Regions from separate parts of the Sus scrofa genome. Here all the other regions are linked to region 1. A link is a contact called in public HiChIP or PLAC-seq data. All regions are on one chromosome and are shown on one strand. The core of a region is the stretch at or near the end of the contact, and the rest is flanking DNA. Distances in the headings are between cores, read along the strand shown.

What was found. HiChIP or PLAC-seq counts read pairs in DNA pulled down with a chosen protein or histone mark.
Region 2: a contact with region 1 is called in an H3K27ac HiChIP or PLAC-seq map of alveolar macrophages. The contact joins the enhancer-like site here to the promoter of IFNAR2 in region 1. A contact is called at or near these places in 1 of 5 promoter capture datasets (liver), 25 of 47 Hi-C or Micro-C datasets (alveolar macrophages, blood, embryonic fibroblasts and 11 more) and 2 of 2 datasets of contacts at active chromatin or transcription factors (alveolar macrophages and skeletal muscle).
Region 3: an H3K27ac HiChIP or PLAC-seq map of alveolar macrophages shows a contact between it and region 1. The contact joins the promoter of TMEM50B here to the promoter of IFNAR2 in region 1. A contact is called at or near these places in 2 of 2 datasets of contacts at active chromatin or transcription factors (alveolar macrophages and skeletal muscle).

What each region holds. Positions count from the first base shown.
Region 1 is chr13:196,763,193-196,767,668 of Sscrofa11.1, reverse strand. It overlaps IFNAR2 (interferon alpha and beta receptor subunit 2), which reads right to left and starts at 1,582. Exons shown (of 10, transcript NM_001204775.2): 1 at 1,505-1,582. The region is part of intron 4 of LOC110256370 (40S ribosomal protein S2-like); the gene reads left to right.
Region 2 is chr13:197,032,720-197,036,822 of Sscrofa11.1, reverse strand. It overlaps IFNGR2 (interferon gamma receptor 2 (interferon gamma transducer 1)), which reads right to left. Exons shown (of 7, transcript NM_001111258.1): 7 at 1,219-2,036. The coding sequence ends at 1,818. Among named protein-coding and RNA genes, the nearest start is that of IFNGR2, 27 kb to the right of the region's middle. Within about 2 kb of position 2,637, at least 11 of the 83 cell types and tissues checked have an H3K27ac peak or open chromatin away from gene starts, as enhancers often do. A contact at or near this core is called in alveolar macrophages, retroperitoneal adipose tissue and subcutaneous adipose tissue, where this site is marked.
Region 3 is chr13:197,090,449-197,095,063 of Sscrofa11.1, reverse strand. TMEM50B (transmembrane protein 50B) reads left to right here and starts at 1,756. Exons shown (of 7, transcript XM_021070935.1): 1 at 1,756-1,915.

The DNA.
Region 1 (4,476 bases), core at 333-2,832:
AGAGCAGCACTGGATCTGAACCGAGTCTGTGACTGACACCAGAGCTCACGACAGCGCCGGATCCTTAACCCACTGAGAGAGGCCAGAGATCGAACCTGCATCCTCATGGATTCTAGTCAGGTTCTTAATCTGATGAACCACACGGGAACTCTGTGACGGTCATCTCTAAGGTGGGGTTTGGAAGGGGAGGTGGGAAGGGGTGGGGGTGTGGGGAAGCCTTGCAGGAAGATGGAAGAACTTGGGTAAATGTCTAAGGCAGAAGGCCCCAGCAGAGCAGGCTGGGAGGCGGTATGTGGGTTCTCAAGTCCAGCTGTGGGACAGCAGGTTTCACCCAGTTCCCAGGAAGATAGGTGCCCACACCGTGCCTTTCCCAGACTCACACAGAGGGGCCTTGTGGGCTGGTGTGTCCCAAAGTCTGGTGCATTCAGGGAATTGAATGCCCAATGAATGGTGAGGAGCTTAAACCTCTTTGCCAGTTTTCAGCTGCTCCATGTAGATTTCAGCTGTCCTCATTTGTACCTATTGACCTACAGGTACCGGTCTCTCCATTACTGAGAGTTAAAACCACTCTCTGTCCAGGTCCATTGACCTTGCCCCTTAGGGAGATATGGCTTATCCCCCTGCATAAAAGCTCACGTCCTCTGGATCCAACCAAGTCCCTCATTTGCAGGCATCCCATCAGAATCGCCCAAGAACTTGATGGGATGCTGTCATTACTCTGTGCCCAGCGCATAGCACATAGTAGGTGTGCAACTAAATGCATGGTTGTATGAATGAATCTGTTTCCAAAAACATGGGGACTTCCCTATGGGAACACTTCTCGCCCAGCCTGAATCGGGGTCTATGGTAGCACGCATTTAGCGCCCACTTCTCTGCACACCATCTGTAACCCGCAAAAGTGGTGTACACTCTTCATCTCTGCCGTCCCACCTCTCCGGAGCTACTTCAGCCCCTCCAAAGGCCACCAAGGACAAAATAAAGCAGAAAACAATGCCCGGAGGACCACGCTCCAGATGCTGCAGAAACAACTGTTCACACTCTCGGTCCTAGCTTATTATTTTATACATAGTGATAACTAGCTTTTTTTTCTCTTTTGTCCTTTTAGGGCCGCATCTGCAACATATGGAGATTCCCAGGCTAGGGGTCGAATCAGAGCTATTGCTGCCAGCCTACGCCAGAGCCACAGCAATGCCAGATCTGAGCCTCGTCTGTGACCTACACCACAGCTCACAGCAACGCCGGATCCTTAACCCACTGAGCGAGGCCAGGGATCAAACCCGCAACCTCCTGGTTCCTTGTCGGATTCGTTCCTTGTCGGGAACTCCTAGTTTTGATTCTCTGTTGGCTTAACCTCCTGCAGAATAGAAACTGTACGAAGAAAGCCTGGCTCCTTGGGTTAGGATGTGGGAAGAAGGCGACGAGGAGGCTAGCATGGATGATGCTGACAAAAGATAACGGATTGCTCACCTACCATCATTACCATTGGGGCTTGAGAGGGGCTTACCAGCTTCCAAGCAGGATTCGCTCAGCCACAGCCGCTGCTGTTGGGGCTTCTCTGCATAATACTCTTTCAGGGATACGTGCCTTGTAGACAGTTCTGCTTTTTTGCTCCAGTTCATCCTTGGTGGCTGCCTCTATGCTGTGACCGTCAGTCCCCAGCCCCTTCTATTTCCTCCTTTTCCACCTCGGCCTCTGAAACGCCGTGGAACTGCCCCTGCCAATTACGACTACAGGCAAAAACTGCACACCAACTATCAAGCATCTGTTCCTCAATTTCTCACTAGCTGCAACTTTGAATAACATTTCCTCTGAGTATAAGAAGATGCTCCAAACTGAGAATTTCCTTGCTTACGCAATTTTTTTTTTTTTTTCTGGTGTCTGCCTTGTGGTTTAGATGCCACATCTTAACTTCTCCTTCCTCAAAGGGTCAGTGCAACTCTGCCATCTTGTTCCATCTGGGTCTTTTTCCCATAAGCCATAAACCAAAGTTTGTGAGCATTTTTCCCGTCCCTTTCTGAGCCAGGCTCCTTCCCTGGGCGCTGTCTGAAAATAACTTCGCTACCATCTCACATAGGTCCAATCACTCCAGCTTATCTCATGTCTGTTTTCTGCATGTAGATTACAGTTTTCCCCCTAATACACCAGCAAATACTTGGTGACTGCATATTTATGTGCCAGTATTCTGTAAAGTATAATCTGGGAGACAGACTGGAAAACCTGATTTTTGTCAGCTTGTGTCACGCAAGCCTGTACGAATACAGGAAAGCGTGAGATATGCGGTGAGGGGCATTGTGCAGCGGGGCCCCCATGTCTCTCCTGAGTGATGCAGGGGAATGTGGTATTTCCAGCTACAAAGCATCCTTCTGGGCTTGGAGTTGCTCTGCCCCTTTCCCACCCAAGAAAGCCTAGGAAATTTAGGGGGTGATGGGATATTTTCAAAGGGATAATCTTAAATACTCTTTACTCTCTTTCTCAGATGAGCCATCTTTTGCAAACTGTGAGACTTAGTGACAAAACACCATATCCCCTCTAACCCATGAACCCCATCCATGCAGCTCAGGGTACTGCAGTTGAAGCTGGTTGGCAAAGATAGGGCTGTTTTCTGATCACACTTCAAAGAAAGAAATGGCGTTCTCGAACTGCCTTTGCTCGCAACTGCCGATTGCATTTGGCAGAACGAGGTTGTGCAGAGAGATAAGCCTGGAAAAGGGGCAGTTGCTGTTACATTCTTGGTTGATTGTGGCCCCTCCTAACGCAGGAAGTATGCGAGTATCTCATACTCAAGACTGGAGCCAAAGCTGTCATGTCATTTCCACACCTCTCTGAGTCTCAATTTCCTTGTGTGGAAGCATGGGCATTTTCATGCTTGCCTCTTAAGGACTGTGGTGGAAATTCAGTAGAAAGAATTTTGTGAGAGCCCTCAGCACTGTGCTGGGATTAAGTGGTTTCTTGATAAATATTTGCTGGGTGCAAAAAAAAAAAAAAAAATAATAATGGTATTTATTTAAGAGTCTGCTATGCAATTTTTCTTTCTTTCTTTTTATTTATTTATTTATGTATTTATTTTGTGTCTTTTTTGCCTTTTCTACGGCCACACCTGCGGCATATGGAGGTCCCCAGGGTAGGGGTCTAATCGGAGCTGTAGCCACCAGTCTATGCCAGAGCTACAGCAATGCGGGATCTGAGCCGTATCTGCGACCTACACCATAGCTCATGGCACTGCCAGATCCTTAACCCACTGAGCAAGGCCAGGGACCGAACCCACAACCTCATAGTTCCTAGTTGCATTTGTTAACCACTGAGCCACGATGGGAACTCCGCTATGCAATTTTTCTTGATAAAACACACGAGAGCTGCCTTGCAGGGTATCATGCTAAAATGAGAACAGGTGGAAACTGTCTTAAGGGGATAAGAAGAGGTGTGTCTATTATCATTGCTTTTTAGGCTTCAGTTCATCCAGCGTGTTTCTTGCTTGATCTCTTTCCTAGGAATTGTTCCGTGGGTGAGCTCCGTGAGCCGGGGGCTGTGATAATTAGACCAAGGTCATGTATCTGTCCCCTGTGGGCCAGTTAGCTCAGCTTGGCTCCATGTCCATACACATTGATCTTAACCCAGCTGGCAGGCTCACAAATGTGTGACCAGGTCCCCAAGGACGCCAGGGGGACGGGTTTCTGTGGATCTGGCAAATAATTCCTGCCTGCGGGAGAAGCAACTCTGCAGCCGCTCTGTTATGGTTATTGTGACCTGAAGGTGGCGCTGTTTCTCAAGGAAGAATAGTGCGTGAACTGCGGGTACTTATTTTAAAGGGTGTGTGAATGAGGGGTTATGAGAGTTGGAGAGAAATGCAAGGTAATTTGATTCAATTCCGCATTTTCCAAAGCAAAGAAACTGAGACCCAGAGATAGAAAACTCTTTCCTGAAACCGAACCACAGAGGCACGGCTGGATATAGGGCTCCTAGAGTCTATTCTTTTGCAATTTTCACTACATTAGGGGTTTCCTGGTCGTAAACGATATTAAGCAATTAATAATGCTAATGACAAAGTTGAATGAATCATTGACACCTAGACGGGGGATGTTTCCAAAGAATTAAATTGTCGTTGAATTTCAAACGTCTATTATTCCTAATCGTAGGTCAGGTTCAAGCTGTCTGTGTTGGTTTTTGTTATAAAAGGCATTGGATTTAATGAATGATTTATTTTTCTTTTCCCTAAAAATGATAGAAGGAAAATGACTAGTATGGGTGGAATTTTATTCTATATTGACTGTTTTTGAAACATAAGTATGATTTCCGTTTTTGTTTGTTTGTCTTTTGTCCTTTAAGGGTTGCACCCCAGACATATGGAGGTTCCCAGGCTAGGGGTCCAATCGAGCTCTAGCTGCTGGCCTACGCCAGAGCCCAAGCAGCTTGGAATCCGAGCAGAGTCTGCGACCTACACCACAGCTCACGGCAATGCCGGATCCTCAACCCACTGAG
Region 2 (4,103 bases), core at 1,388-3,887, 270 kb before region 1:
GGGGGAATGAAGCTAAACATCGATTTCCTAATGTTAACGGTCTTATAAATTGTGTGTGTGTGTGTGTGTGTGTGTGTGTCTTTTAGGGCCACACCCATGGCATATGGAAGTTCCCAGGCTAGGGGTCCAATTGGAGCTACAGCTGCTGGCCTATATCACAGCCATAGTAACCCCAGATCCAAGCTGCATCTGCAAACTACACCAAGCTCACGGCAATGCCAGATCCTTAACCCAGTGAATGATCGAACCTGCATCTTCATGGATAGTAGTCTGGTTTGTTACTGCTGAGCCGCGATGGGAACTCCCCCTTTTATTCTTTTTTTTTTTTTTTTTTTTTTTTTGGTCTTTTTGTCTTTTCCAGGGCCGCACCATGGCATGTGGAGGTTCCCAGGCTAAGGGTCTAATTGGAGCTGTAGCCACCGGACTACGCCAGAGACACAGCAATCCCAGATCTGAGCTACACCACAGCTCATGGCAATGCCGGATCCTTAACCCACTGAGCAAGGCCAGGGATAGAACCTGCCACCTCATGGTTCCTAGTCGGATTCGTTAACCACTGAGCCACGACAGGAAATCCTCCTATAAATGGTTCTTAATCCATGTCCTCTGAACAAAAAGACCCCATCACTACTTGCACTGACAGAAGACTTGCAGGCCCAGTGGTTATCACTCTGGTCCACTAGCGAATCCTCTCTACACGCCTTGCTCAACACATGTGACACATCACAGATAAATGAAGCGCAAATGCAGCTTCTGAAAAATCCCCTTCATAACTTTTCAAGGAATCAAGTGATACAGGTTGAAAGTTCTTGCTGCATGACCATGAGGCCTCTCGGTAGCTCTACTGAGAGGTAGGAAAACAAAAGTTTTCTTTTTTTTCTTTTGTTCTTTTTAGGGCCCCACCTGGGGCACATGGAAGTTCCTAGGCCAGGGATTGAATTGGAGCGGCAGCTGCCAGCCTACACCACAGCTACAGCAGTGCCAGATCTGAGCCACATCTGTGACCTATCCTGCAGCTCACAGCAACGCTCCATCCTTACCCCTGAGCGAGGTCAGGGATCGAACCCGCATCAGACTCTATGTTGGGTTCTTAACCTGATGAGCCACAACGGGAACTCTGAAAACAAAAGTTTAGATAGAGAATTTTAAAAAGTTGAAACTGCAGAAAATAGGCCAAAATAAAGAAGATGAAGTAGAAGAACTTCACATAGACTTTTAAAAAGTTAATTATACAGTTGTTTATTTCCAGCTTAAAAAAAAAAAAAGACCCTTAAGTTACTAGAAAATTATTTACAGTTTTAATCACATTTAAAGCCAGGAATCTGCACGTGAAAGGGACAGCCTTGTTGGCACAGGCTGGGACAGGTTCTGTTACCTGCCCGAAGTGCTCAAGTTTCTTGCTAGAGGGGACCCCCGTCTCCTGACTGCACGGCCCAACCAGCAATGTACAAAATATCAGAGGGGATGCCACTTGGCTAACAAATAATTAAGTGCTTTTTTAGTGTTTAAGAGAAACCTTATTTTTTTGGTATGTAGAATCATGCTAAACACATGTATGATTTAGGAAATTTTTGGTTAAAAAATAAAAGTTTGTCTCTCCCACAAGACCCATGACCTCTGCCCAGGTACTCATGGGTCTTTGGGGTCTTTTTGGCCACATCCATGGCATGTGGAAGTTCCCAGGCCAGGGATTGAACCCATGCCATGGCAGGGACCAGAACCTCAGCAGTGACACCAAGGGATCCTTAACCCACTGAGCCACCAGGGAACTCCACCCATAGGTCTTTTTGTGACAGGGACATTGAGCAGTGGCTCCATCAAACCGGGACAGATACATCAGCAGCTGTATTGGCTGAGGGTGCTCCATCCATAGGCTTGTGGCTCGAGACAGTGCTTTGGGTCAAAGTGCTTTGGAGAGTGTCTTCTCGATGATTCTCTGGAAATGAAACGATGGACACAGAGTCCCAGGCATCATCTCTTGACGAGCTGTCCTTGTCCAAGGCGTCTAAGATGGGCTGAGCCGGGTCCTTTAAATACTTGAAAAGGTTGAAAATCATTATTACAATCAGGTTCTCAGTTCAAGATACCAGATCTTTTTACTTTAATGTTTCGTTGACCCAATCCTATTATTATTTTTTTTCGCCCAAGGATAACTTCCAATTCTGTCCACCCACAAAACACCTTCACCCCTCATCTCAATCACCTGACCGTGAATCCAAGGGCCACCCAGGGAATACTCTGAGGTGCCAAAGGGCACCGCTCAGGAAAAGCGAGTTCTGGCTTGTGGGTGATTAATCCCTGAAAAGTCTCTACTTTTTCAGGGAAGGAGGAAGCGGAACCCCTGGTTCACCTCCAATGGGGAAAACAGGGAACCTTCAGGAGCGTTTTCCCAGCCACTCCATCCAGAGGCTGTTGCTACTTCACACAACACCCCAGGGACAGAGGATCTGGGCGGGTGCACAGCCGTGGCAGCACAGCCCTGGTCGAGTCAGGGAGCGTTGGTCCTCGGGGATGAAGCAGTGGTCCCCAGGGCCTAACTGTCCCCTGTCCTTCCTGCCTCCGCTGTGGGCTCAGCCATTGATGAGCAAGTTACCAAACCTACCTGGGCTGGCAAATGCTGAAAGATACTAAAATAGTCAGTTTAGAGCTGGCGGATGGAAAGAGGAACAATCCATCACGCGCTCTTGTGAAACCTCAGACATTTAAGTGAAACATGATTCACTGTTCTCACGCAACTTCAGTGACTTTTGATACAGATTTTTCACGCTTTCCCCGGAAAATGAACCGAAAGATTGTATGTTTTAGATGCAAGCCCCAAAGGAACGACTAGGAGTAAATTCACTGATGAGAGTCCAGACGTTAGTTTTACTGGGAGAGAGAGATTATGCCTGCGAGTAAAATTCTAAGTTGAGAGCTGTTACACCGGCACAACAGTAACCAGGGAAGGTGGTTTTTTTGGCGGTAAGAATACATCAGGGGACGTCCATCTTCAACACATTTTGAAGTGCACAGCACAGGACTCTCTATAGGCACGATGTTTACTACAGATTTCTAGAACCTACCTTGCATAACTGAAACTTTGTATCATTTGAAAGCAACTCTCCCCTTGCTCTTCCCCTGGCCCCTGGTAACCGCTATTCTGCTCTGTTTCTATGAGTTTGACTATTTTATTTTTATGTATATATGTCTGTCTGTCTGTCTGTCTGTCTTTTTAGGGCTGCTCCTGTGGGATATGGGGGTTCCCAGGCTAGGGGTCTAATTGGAACTGTAGCTGCCACAGCAACACCAGATCCGAGCTGTGTCTGCGATCTACACCACAGCTCACGGCAATGCCGGATTCTTAATCCACTGATCGAGGCCAGGGATCGAACCTGAAACCTCATGGTTTCTAGTTGGATTCGTTTCTGCTGTGCCATGACAGGAAGTCTGTGTTTGACTATTTCAGATGCTTCAAAGAAGTGGGATCCTGCAGCATTTGGATGGAAGGTTCAGTAGGGAATTTAATGTAATTTGCACAATGTCTGTGTACTTTAAAAACATCTCATGACAAATGAAGGGAAACAAGAGATTATAGAGCTCCTTCTAGAAGCACCAGTCTGTCTTTCTAGACTAGCTATAACAACATAAGATTCTGTTTCTGCTTTTTTTTTTTTTTTTTGGTTTTTAGGGCCAAACCCACGACATATGGAGGTTCCCAGGCTTGGGGTCAAATCAGAGCTACAGCTACACCACAGCCACAGCAGGATCCAAGCCACATCTTCGATCTACACAGCTCACGGCAACACCGGATCCTTAACCCACTGATTGAGGCCAAGGATCCAACCTGCAACCTCATGATTCCTAGTCAGATTTGTTTCCGCTTCGCCACGATGGGAACTCCTTTTTTAAAAATAGCCACTCCTGTGGTATATGGAAGTTCTGGGCTAGGGGTCAAATCGAGCTACGCCACAGCCATGCCAGATCCGAGCTGCATCTTTGACCCTCGTGGCACCTTGCAGCAACACGGATCCCCACCCCACTGAGCCAGGCCAGGAATTGAACCTGCATCCTCATGGACGTTATGTTGGGTTCCCAACCTGCTGAGCCACAAGGGGGACTCCTGT
Region 3 (4,615 bases), core at 507-3,006, 330 kb before region 1:
ATGTGTGACTCTCTTAGCTGCAACAAGGAGGCTGGATCTGTCCCTGCGAAGTGACACTGGACAGCTCCAGACTAACTTTGGACTTATACACATGAGGGAGATACCAGTGGCTTTCTGTTTAAGCCACTGTTATTTTGTAGTTGTTTCCCCCTGCTTCTTGCAGCCAACCTCATTCTAATATAACACTCAAAAAAGAAGTAATATTTTATTTATTTATTTATATTTTTCTTTTTACAGTTGCACCTGCAGCATATGGAAGTTCCAGGGCTAGGGGTCAAATTGGAGCTGCAGCTGTGGCATGGCTGGATCCCTAACCCACCACGCGAGGCCAGGGATTGAACCCACATCCTCACAGACACTATGTTGGGTTCTTAACCTGCTGAGCCACAATGGGAACTGCCCCCAAAAAGTAAGATTTTAAAAAGTCAACTTTTATAGATCAGTAATCTAACTAGTTTTAAGGTTGCAAATGTTTCAAAAGTAATTTATTTAACAAATAATTACTGAGCATCTAGATCCTAGCATATGTGTCAGGATGATGGGTAATATAACTACAAATGTATTATTTGCCAAATGACAGAATATAAAAGATAGAAAAATAACATCCATGAAAATGAGAACTGAGAGATAGTGGAAAAATAAAAAGCAGAGGTTGTTTCTCTTACATGTATAAGATTTATAGGAGTAACAGGAATATAAGAGAGTGGCATTTTGTGACAACTTGGAACACAAAACCTTTTATTTCATTATATTTCAGGGGAAAACATTTTTAGAATCCCATTGAAAATACCTGGACTTTTACACAATGTCTTTTCCCCAAATAACTAATTACACTTTATATTCTGTAGGAAATTCAGACCAGGCTTTCAAAGGCTATTGAAGTTACACTGAAAATTCAAGATGTATCCTCTTTAAAGGAGACAGTAGGAAGATACTGGACCACGAGAAAGCAAAAATCTGGTAGATAGCCAGGAAAACATAAGAACAGAATTAAGACTAGTTAGTTGTAGGGAATTCCCCGTTGTGGCTCAGCGGGTTAAGAATCCAACTAGTGTCCATGAGGACGCGGGTTTGATCCGCTCAGCGTGTTAAGGATCTGGCTTGGCTGCAAGCTGTGGGTAGGTCACAGATGCAGCTCGGATCTCGTGTTGCTGTGGCTGGGGACCAGGAACATCCATAAGCCATGGGTGCGGCCCTAGTAAGAAAATAGAAAAACCAAAAAAAAAAAAAAAAAAAAAAAAAAAGCAAAAAATAAAAGGCGTAGTTGTACTGTACCGGTAACTTCGGGTTGCTGTACTAGTTGGTAGCCTTGGACCAGAAATCTCACCTTTCTAGGCCTCCATTTCTGAGCGTTAGGGATTGGAAAAGGTCACTTCTAGAGACCCCCCGTTTCTGAGAACCTCCTGGAGTACACGCCCTACCCTGGGCTGCTCTCGGTCAAAGCCGCTTAACCCAGGGGCAAAGACAACCTCCGCTCTCTAGGTCTTGGGCTCCTCCCACACGTGTGATTTCACCGATGCTGCACTTGAAGTCCTTGAGCGGAAACGCAGCACTGATGCCGCCCAGAAAACAACAGAGGGGTCAGGTCAGCGCTGCCGCGAATCACAAGGCGCAGAGTCCAGCCAGCAGCTCCCAGGGGGCCGCAGAACGACCGCCCTCACCCCGCCCCTTGGCTGCCTCGCCCCGCCCCTAGATCCTTGCCCCGCCTCCGGCCGGCCACTTGCTGCACGCCGATTGGTTGCTTCCCTGCGCACGGCGCCGCGCCCCGCCCCACCGGCGCCCTCGCCTCACGCCCGCCGCCCGCTCCCGGCTCCCGGGGGCTGAAGTGGAGCGGAGGACGCGGGCTAGACAGCTGCACGGCAGCTTCCTCCTCTGCGCGCGCGCCTCGCGTTGGCGTGGGCGTGGGGGAAGCCGGGTGAGTGCGGGCAGTCAGTTTCGGGGCGTGCTGGGGGCTAGCGCCCACCGCCTGCTCTTGGAGAGGCGTCCTCAGCCGGCCCGGCCTGCGAGGGACGACAGCGCCCGGCCTTTCCCGTGCGCGGTGCGCGGCGTCGCGGGGCGGAGCGGGTTCGCGGAGCATACGGGCGGCCTGCGGGGCGGGGGCCTCCGCCGCTCCCTGCTCACCAGCCCATGTCTTCTTGGGCGCCCGGGGAGCGCGTTCGGCCGGGGCAGGCAGCTACGCCGCGTTATCTCGCCGTCGACTTGCTTCCCTGGAGGATCTGCACAGGTTTCCATCCCGAACCTGTCAGCTTCACCGCGGTGCCCGGCGCAGGGGAGAGACGTGCGGCCCGCACTCGGCGTCTGGGGGCCTTTCGAGGACTTGCTCACCCCTCCCGTTTGGTCTCAGCCTCTGCTGGCGATGTTGTTAAGTGTTTGGTGGACTTTTCCGACTCGCTCCTTAGGAGAGTAGGGACAGAGGTGGAAAGAGGGAATAGAGGAGGGTCAACATTCTTTCCAGGATTAATCATAAAGTGTTGAGTGTCCTTTTAGATGAGGAGCGTAGCCCAGGTAGCAATGGTAGTTGTGCTGGGGAAGACGCTTGGTTTTTAACCAATAAATTGGCTTCCGAGTTCATCACTGGAAGGTGCTTAATCGGAAAGGTAAATATATAACCTTTTAAAGCCAAAGCAGTAATGAGATTGTCCTCGCTCGCTCCCTGCTGCTAGCGCTGTGCATGCGTGTGTGTGTGTGTGTGTGTGTGTGTGTGTGTGTTGGGGAGAGTCAAGCTCCGATTGGAGTGAATGTGTAACCAGCGTTATACCTCTCAAAGACATTAATTTCTCTTTTCGGAGTGTCCCACCTCTTCGCGCCAACTCTTCACCGACTTGCACTTTATATAAATCCCCTTTCTTAACATTTCCCAAGCCTCCTACTCCCAGGCTTGTCACGCTTCTTTTACATCATCTTCGGTCAGGGTCAGTTGTCTTCTCTTCTGTCATACTGTTCAGACGTAGAACAGACGTTAGGCATTTTTTACCGGTAATAGTGTGGCAGGCCTCCTCGTTCTTAAAATGAAAACAAGACGTTCTCTTGAATAATGATGCGGCAGGAAAAAGCTGGTGTAATGAGAGCCGGGGAAGGATGTCGTGTTTCTCTTCCGGAGACACGCCCTCCCCACCCCCCATCCTTCTCTGCCCGCTAGGATCACAGCAGCCTTAACTGGCTGATTATTTCCGAATTCATTTTCTGGAGTCTAAGGTAAAGAATTTATCTTATTATTTTATCCTTATCGGCTCCTTTTAAGTGATTACAATATATTCAGGTTGTAAACATTTTAAAAATATTACAGAGGAACATCAAGTAAAAAATTCAGAGTGCGCAGAAGAGTATCAAGAAAAAAGTTAGACTTCCTTGATTTTGGACGTTGCATACTTTACATCCTCAATTCCAGTCCCTAGGAGGGGATTGTGCCATAATACTGTTGGGCAACTACTTTAATATAAAGATACATTAGCTTAAAAAAAAATTAAAGATACATTAACTTAGTACATGCTGACCTATCTCATTTTTGGATGTACTGTTTGGATGTACTCTTTAATTTTTTTTTTTTTTTTGGCCATGCCTGCCGCAGGTGGAAGTTACCAGGCCAGGGTTGGAACCTGCACCACAGCTGTGATCTGAGCCACAGCAGTGACAGCCATGGATCCTTAACCTGCTGTGCCACCAGGGAACTCTGGAAATACTCAAATTTTCTCGATCCCTTAATGATGATCATTTTGGTTGTTTCTGGGTTTTCACCATTATGGATGAAAATCCTTTTGGCATTGTAGGATAAGTTTCAGGTAGGTGGTTTAAACAGATAATTGTATTTTAAAGTATAATTTTAGTGCTCTTTTCACTTCTTATAACTGATAGGATTTTATAATTTAATGCCTTATTATTTTGTTCCTTTTTGGCTGCACCTGTGGCATGCAGAAGTTCCCTGGCCAAGGACTGAACCCCAGCCACAGTAGTGACAAAATCGGAAAGGATTTTATCATTTAAAGGCAGTAGCTAATTTGTTTGATTCATATGCATTTTTAGAATCTGTTTGTCTCTTTGCATTTAGAGACTGGATCACAAAATATTTGAGGACCAGGTTAAATAATGGTGGATTTATTCACCTTGTTAGCACTTAGTGGTGTTGACTTTAAGGCTGTATTGACTCATTCGACTGGCCTGGCAGGAATGGGTAGAGAGGGCCTTCAGGAAGAGAAAATATGAAGAGGCATATGTTGTGTAATACCTTCCTGTGGTAACCCCCTTGGATATTCAGCAGTAGCATAAATTCTTGTTCTCTTTTCCAGTAAGTTTCTGTTGTTACAAATGTATCTCAGGTACCCAAAAAACCCGTGAGCAGAACATATATAAATATATACTTTAAGCAATACTCTTGCAGGGATCAGTATTTTATCCATAAGCAAATGAAATCAAATGTTAACATCTTTCTCCTAGAGGTAGCCTGTATCCTGATTTTTTTGCTTTTTAAAAGAAACTTTACAGGAATTCCCTTCGTGGTTTAGTGGTTAACAAACCCGACTAGTATCCATGAGGACATGGGTTCCATCCCTGGGCTTGCTCAGTGGGTTGGGGATCCAGTGTTTCCCTAAGCTGTGGTGTAAGTCTCAGACGAGGCTCG